Linked DNA regions of Anas platyrhynchos: region 2 is linked to region 1. The links are chromatin contacts, called in public Hi-C maps. All regions are on one chromosome and are shown on one strand. Each heading gives the region's core, a stretch centred on a gene start, on an enhancer-like site or on the middle of the called end of the contact. The rest is flanking DNA. Distances are from core to core; before and after follow the strand shown.

Region 1 (3,410 bases), core at 476-2,975:
AAGAAGCTCGTATTAGGCAATCGTAGCTTTACATACACTTCCTAGACACTGAACATGCTTATTATTATTATAGTTGGTGAATACTCTAAAATAGTCTCACAGAAGGAGTGAGAATTACAACCACTGAAGGTAACAGCAGTAGGTAACGCATGAGCTTTCTAGGGTTAACCCTACAATTTTCTCAACTTCACAATAAGATTTGTGTGCTACTAGTCTCCTGAATTAAAAAAAAAAAAAAGAAACTTCTTCCTCACTGACCCTTTTTAATGGCTTCTGAAATTAACATGGATATATTCTGAATCCAGTTTTATAAAAAGGAGAAAAGTGAAGGAAGGACAGAGAGAGGAGAAGGGAGAAGAGAGGGCCAAACAGTGGCCTCTCTATTGCAGTGAGATTACTAAAGGTTACAAGGGAGACAGGCAACATACACCTATGGTGGAGGATGTCTCAGAAATAAAGTCAGGCAAGGGCCTGGGAAGCCGTGGAGGAAGCCTAGCCAAGAGAAAGGGCTCTGCACCAAGGAGGCCATCACGGCAAGCTCAGTCCACTGAGACCACCTCCAAAAACAAGAGGCAAAGTTCAGTGCTCAGCAATGCTGCTTTCCCCTGTAATCGGATTTGGGCTTCACAATAATAGTTTTCAAAAACTTGTTTCTATCAGCTTCCACACTTCATCTATAAACAGGTGACCCACTTGTCTTCCAAAGTTATTTTAAAATACTGTTCACATTTCTCTGTCTTCTCCAGATCTCAACAACTATAGCTACCTACCAAATCTTTAGACCTATGACAAAGTAGGCACTTTAAATGTTTTAATGATCTTAACCTAAGCATGTTGAAACACGTAGTTGTCTTCCACAGAAAATAAAACTTCAAGGACACATTTTAGAGCCCTTGGTACATGCTGTGGATTACTGTACAATACCGGATATCCTGTTGGACTTGGCATGGGAGATAAAATGAGGATGGCTATCAATTTACAGAATGTAGCTACCCATAAACATATTTTCTTTGTTTTGGAGAGGCACGTCCCTACCCCGCTGGACTGACGATTTCTCCCATTTTAATACACAGAGTAATAAACACACAAGGCCTGATTTTCATCGGTGCACCTTCACCTGCTCTGAGGCACATGCTGACTTGCTGGGTTTAAGTCGCTTTCCCAGCAAAGAGATTTTCCTCACCACAGGCAGCAGTGCTTCATCTTTCACAAAAGGTCAAGCTGTGAACAAGCAGATAAACTTGCTTTGCACAGACTGATTTTAAATGTATTAAACCACAGGACCTTGATAACCCACTGTAGTGGCCAAATGATTATACCCATATCTATTTAATAAGCTGATCTCTGATACCAACAGTCCTTCTCTATCATTTGATAGCTTAGATGTGTATTCCCACATTTCATTCCCTCCAGTGTACTTGCTTCTACCTCAAGGTAAACAACTTTTGACATGTACTTCACCCAAAACTCCCCATCACCACCCAGAGCAGCAATCATCTTTTCACTCCTCTCAATTCTTTCCGCTCTAACAGTTTTTCTTGCAAGGCATCACAAATTAACACGTTAGCTGCAGACACCTTAGAGTTCTGCCTGCTGCCTACCAGATCCAGAAGGTAATGGCACCTCAAGAGATGAGGCAACACACTGCTTTTCACCACGCAGCTCTGAGCTGAGGACGCATTTGGAACCTGCCGCCCAGGCAGCAATTCCAACATCTGCATTGGCAGAGCTACATTGTACTCTCATTCCTTCCACTGAGCTTTCAGTGCTTGGAATTTTTCTCCCCTTGCATGTTTCCAGTTTGCAATTTTTCCAAATAAAATCACTATGTTGCTTGGTCTATGAGTTGTTACAAATCTCAACCTCGTTTGCATCACTCCTGTACTCTCCAATGTTTGTGACTTCACCCACTTTAGGGTTATCTCCAGACTTAATATATTTACACATATTCATTTAAAACCATTTAAAAACAACTGTTTAAGAACTCAAGAGTTAAAAAAAAAAAAAAAGGAATAAAACAAAAGCACAACCAAACATCACAAATGCTTAAATCTCTGATTACTCACTAAAATGTACCAAAACAAAATCACTTATAATAGACCATGATGTAATAGATCAATTCCAATAACTTGATAGCTAATTATAACTATAAAAGCAGGGTAATAAAACACAGCAAAGTGCAGAAAGAAAAATGGATGTCCTGATTACAAACTGACCAAAAGACTCAAAATCGATAGCTGACTTTAAATAGGATCTACATGAGACAGTACCAGCAACCTGCCCCTTCCCCACATGGTGTAGTATGCTGAATTACCCCTACAAACACTGGGTTCTCTTCCACACTGGAGTAGCCTTTTATGCACATCTGTTAGAAAGGTAAAATGCAAGCTGGCCCTAAAGTACGCTTTGTTGTAGACAATATGGGCATCAAGGTCAGTTTTGGAGTGCTGGAGGGAAAAAAAGTTGTTTGCATGTGTTGCCTTTTAAAAAAATATATTTAAAACTGTACCTTGAGCTCAAATGCCCAGAATTGACCACATAGTTTCTCCACACCTTGCACAGCATAACTACAGCAAGAGTCCACTTACGGGGTGGCACTCTGGGACAACAAATAGGTTCACAGAACTGAGAATGCAGGTCAAAATCTCACAAAGCAAGGAGACCAGAAGTACCCATCACCGTCCAGTGGTCCATTGAAGTCCCTTAAAAAGGCTGTGTAAGTTGTTATGCATTGATCTTCTGGGCAGAAAAACAACTTTACCCCCTTAGAATGATAAAAGTGTGAACTGGGAGAGAATATAATGATTCTACTTTCCCCACCTCAGAACGAAACTTACCAGAAGTCGCCCTGAAAAATTATTCAGGGCAAGAATAATTCTTATTCTTTTCTACTTCATATTGTAGTTCCCATTTTCATCATTTTACTGATTCAGGAACTAGTAACATGTAAAAAACAGTGAATTTTTTGGCGTCTGGTGCCAAATCCACCTTTAAAAGCACTATTTTAAAATAGTGAAATAGCTGAACCTACTGAAGAAATCATAAAGACCTGAAATAGCATAATTCTAGATTTGAAAAAGCATGAAACATTCATAAATAATCCAAGAATCATGAAAAATAAAGAGACAGCATATAGGAATTTCTAAATAATGCATTTTGTCCATGCAACTAGAGGAAACAACGTATGTATAATAATCACGTTTATATATACTCTTCAACCCCAGATTATAGAATGATATTGAATCAGACATAGAGTAATTTGAATGAACTTTAAAACAATGTTTTTGCGATGGCAAAGGTCAAAGCCTCAAAACTCTCATTAGAATAAACAGAAAGTTGAAACGAATTCATGGGATCTTATATGTATATGTATGCATATATACATACATAACAAGTAGATGGATTTAGAC
Region 2 (3,467 bases), core at 888-3,387, 200 kb before region 1:
TGGCCTGCAAATCCTGCGCTGCGTCCCGTGGTCAGCTAGGAAGCAGATAGAGCATAGGGGATGGCGATGCTGAAAGCGCCTTCGTTTGCTCAGTGGTCAAGGTGCCGAATGGAAATGCCTTTTCTGACAGTAAATGTTCATCATATTTTGAGCTTCCTAGATGAAGTGACATTGCTTATCTCCTCGAAGGCAAAAGCATTAAATCTGTTTCTTCTTTGCTCTTCAGGAGAAAAGCTGCCCTTACATTCCTCCGAAGAAGCTCAAAATCTGATGGGCCAATCATCAGGTAAAACACAAAGCTACAGGGAAATCAGTAGGCGGCTGTTGAAAAGTACTTCTGAAGTAGGACTGTGCCGTTGTTGTGCTCCTGGATAAATCGTCTTGTTTGTGGAGAAGTGAGCATGCTTTCTGGTGGGCAGGTAGAGACCAGGCAGCACCATGCCTGCCATCTCCCTCCGTGCAGCACGCCCGAAGAAAAGCACCTCTAGTTCCTTACCTGGGTTTTGATGTTTGTCTATGGCTGCCATCTCCGTAATGGAAAGACATCAGGGTCACCGCCCTTATTCTTCCATTTAATTTTGCATAAACCTCGCCCAGAAACAGTAGAAAAAATGCTTGTGGGAATGGAAATAACATTTTAGCTGTCTCTCAGCCGTTCAAGGAGAGCTGCATTTTTAGTGGAACAGGACCCCAAGGAGACGAAGCATGGCCGTAATCTTGGAAAAATTTCCATTTCAAATGTCCCTGGCAGCTGCACATTCATCCGTATGTGCTGAACATGCTTTTATACCCCGCTGTTGCTCAGGGGGATGATCCAGAGACCTGCAGGCTCGTGAGCGAGGGGAGCCAGACCTCCCGAACGTGCCGGGGTGCGCTTCCTGCCTGCCTCGAAAGCATCTGGGGGCATCGCCCAACCGGGAAAGCAAGCGTAGACCATGGAAATAGACCCCACCAGGTGGTAGCAAAAACAGATTTCTTGTTGTCTCTGCGCAGCCTTGTTCTCTGTGTGCCCTACTTTACCCCTTGCAATCACCCATGGCATTAATCCTGACCTGGCCGAACACGGTGATTCCCCATGTTGCATCCAGAGGGGTTAGATGTGCATGTCAGAGGGGAGAATCCCAGTATCCCAAAATGAGCAATCCCCCAGTAACGGAGAAGGATGTTACGGCTGTGGTGATGCAGGGGGTGATGCGATGCCCCAAAATGCAGCTGGGAGAGGCAGTGGGGGGGCTGGGGTGGGAAATAGGTGTGGAGGTGACAGCACATGCGTGGAGGACACTGAACATCCGTGGAGAGCTCCAGGGAGCAGGGGGAAGGAGTTTTTCCAGGCTGTGGCTTGGGAACTGGTTGGAGGATGAGGCGCTGGTGAAGTGCCCCTTCCTGTGCCCTGTGCTCTGCAGCCAGCACTGAGCACTGCCTGCTGCGTGAAATGCGGGCAGGAGATATTTTGTGCAGGCTTTGGTGCCAGCACGGCAGGTAGGGCTGGGTTTGTGTCCCCATCCCCTGCTTTTCCTTGTGTTCCTGACAAGAAATGGGTCCAAGAGACCTCCCGCGAGGGGTCCAGCGTGCTGCCTGCATGCCGAGGCGCAGTGCTCGGGAACACACATCCGTCAGCAGACACCCTCTGGGGCAGGTCCAGTACCCAGGCAGGCATCGGTTTGCACCCACTGGGTGTCAAACCCAAGGCTGTTGTTGCTCTCAGAACTGATCGGAGCCCCTCTTGTGTAGTGCAGAGGGAAGCACAGACCGCAAAACCCAGCGGTGGCTTGCAGTAGATGCTTGGTGCTCCCAGGGGTTCACAAGCCCCTTGGGGCTTTTGTGAACAAGGGCTCAGTGCAGCTGAGTTGTTCCACAGCAGCACAGCAGTTCCTGTCTCCTGCTGCTTTTTTTTTTTCCCCTGCACTCCCTTTATTCCTCCTCTCTTTGCTCGAACACACATTGCAGTCTTTTGGACTCTAGTGCACATTGCTCTTAAAAGTTTATGTTACACAGATAAGGTTTTTCTTGGTAGTTTACGTTATACAGATAAGGTTTTTCTGCAGAGGCTGCAAATTCCTGTTAGCTACCAGGCAGCTTCTGTCCTACAGATTTGGAATAGGATGTCCCTACTTGAGCAATGAGGTGATTTAATATGGAAACCAGTGGGAAAAGCAGGCTTAAACCCGGCTAGGAGTGCTGTGCCGTGCTCTCACGTGGAGCTGCATGTGCCTGATGGTCTGCAGCCTTTCCCACCATGAAGGAGGGAGAAGCTGGGAAGAAACACCCCGCTGCATTCACTCCTTGCTGCTGGCAGTGTGCTTCCACGTGGTTTTGTAGGGAAGCAGGCTCTTCACCAGCATGTTGTTTGCTCCAAGAGGGACCGTCGGTCCCAAGTCCAGTCAGCGTGTGTGTCTTAGCAAGCTCTGGCTTCAGCTCAGCATTTTGGCTGCTGGGCTGCTTTCCTAAGGACGATGTACCCAGGGAGGGCTGGTGGGCGCATGGAAACCCTGCCTACAGGGTTTCTTCCTTCTCCCACCCCCGCCAGCCCTCCGGGGGAGGCTGCAGCCTTGTGCTGCGCAGACCTCCCCAGAGCCAGTCTCACCTGGGGACCGAGGGTCGAGGGGCACAGGGGAAGGTGGCAGCCCACTCCAGATGAGGCAGGTAGCAACCGTCTCCCTCCTCCTTGTACCAGAGTGTGTGATCCCCTTCCCCTCCCGGCCCCGGAGCAGGATGCAGCCTTTGCAATGTCGACTGCTGCGGGGAAGTGCCAGCAACCCGCTGCTGCGCTGCTGCTGCAAGCTGTAACCATTTTCCCTTGCATATGCCCAGGTCTGGATGCCAGTCCCCCGGCCAGTACTCATGAACTCACCATTCCCAATGATGTAAGTACAGTGGCGATTCCTCCGCCTGTGTGTCTATGTGTATGCACATATATATACCTATACCTATATATATGTACTCTACAAATGTATGAGCTCGTTAAATACATTTAGAGATACCCCTTCACCGGGTTCACTCATGCCTTTTGTGCAGCTCCTCAGTCTGGTTGTCTGGGGTCACGAAGCACCTGCTGGTCTCTACCCTCTTGGTGGCTTTCCTAGGGGGAATCCTCCTCAGTGCTCCGTTTTCCTTCCCAAGTGAACTTAGTGCTCACGAAAGATGCCCACTTGACAGCGATCAGCAGCGGAGGGAGCTCCCAAGCCAGCCCCAGTATAACGGCCCGATACACCACTGGCAGGTCTGAGCTGTTTCGGATCTGTCCTTCCGAAAGGCAGCACGTGGCGTTTGGGTTCTGGTGGCAGTCAGCAGCTGGGTCCTGCAAGCGGAGGCATTGCGGCGAGGTGGATATCGGACTCAGACTTTTGTCAGAAGGAGGCTGGAGATGCCATGGTCACAGAGAGAGGCTGCTCGGGGTGCTTAGATGGGAGGAGGTGGGATGCAGAGCCCTGGCAGACAGCATCCGGACCCAAGGTCTCGCTTCTGGA

The links. Hi-C and Micro-C count contacts between places; a contact is called where the count stands out from the background.
Region 2: a contact with region 1 is called in a Hi-C map of liver, with 2.3 times the contacts expected there. The contact joins two enhancer-like sites. A contact is called at or near these places in 2 of 8 Hi-C or Micro-C datasets (liver and subcutaneous adipose tissue).

Annotation. Positions count from the first base shown.
Region 1 is chr7:28,682,171-28,685,580 of IASCAAS_PekinDuck_T2T, reverse strand. All of the region lies in intron 4 of ADARB1 (adenosine deaminase RNA specific B1), which reads right to left. Among named protein-coding and RNA genes, the nearest start is that of ADARB1, 46 kb to the right of the region's middle. Within about 2 kb of position 1,725, at least 1 of the 8 cell types and tissues checked has an H3K27ac peak or open chromatin away from gene starts, as enhancers often do.
Region 2 is chr7:28,881,226-28,884,692 of IASCAAS_PekinDuck_T2T, reverse strand. PCBP3 (poly(rC) binding protein 3) reads left to right here. Exons shown (of 15, transcript XM_072041159.1): 14 at 2,812-2,864. Among named protein-coding and RNA genes, the nearest start is that of COL6A1, 16 kb to the right of the region's middle. Within about 2 kb of position 2,137, at least 1 of the 8 cell types and tissues checked has an H3K27ac peak or open chromatin away from gene starts, as enhancers often do.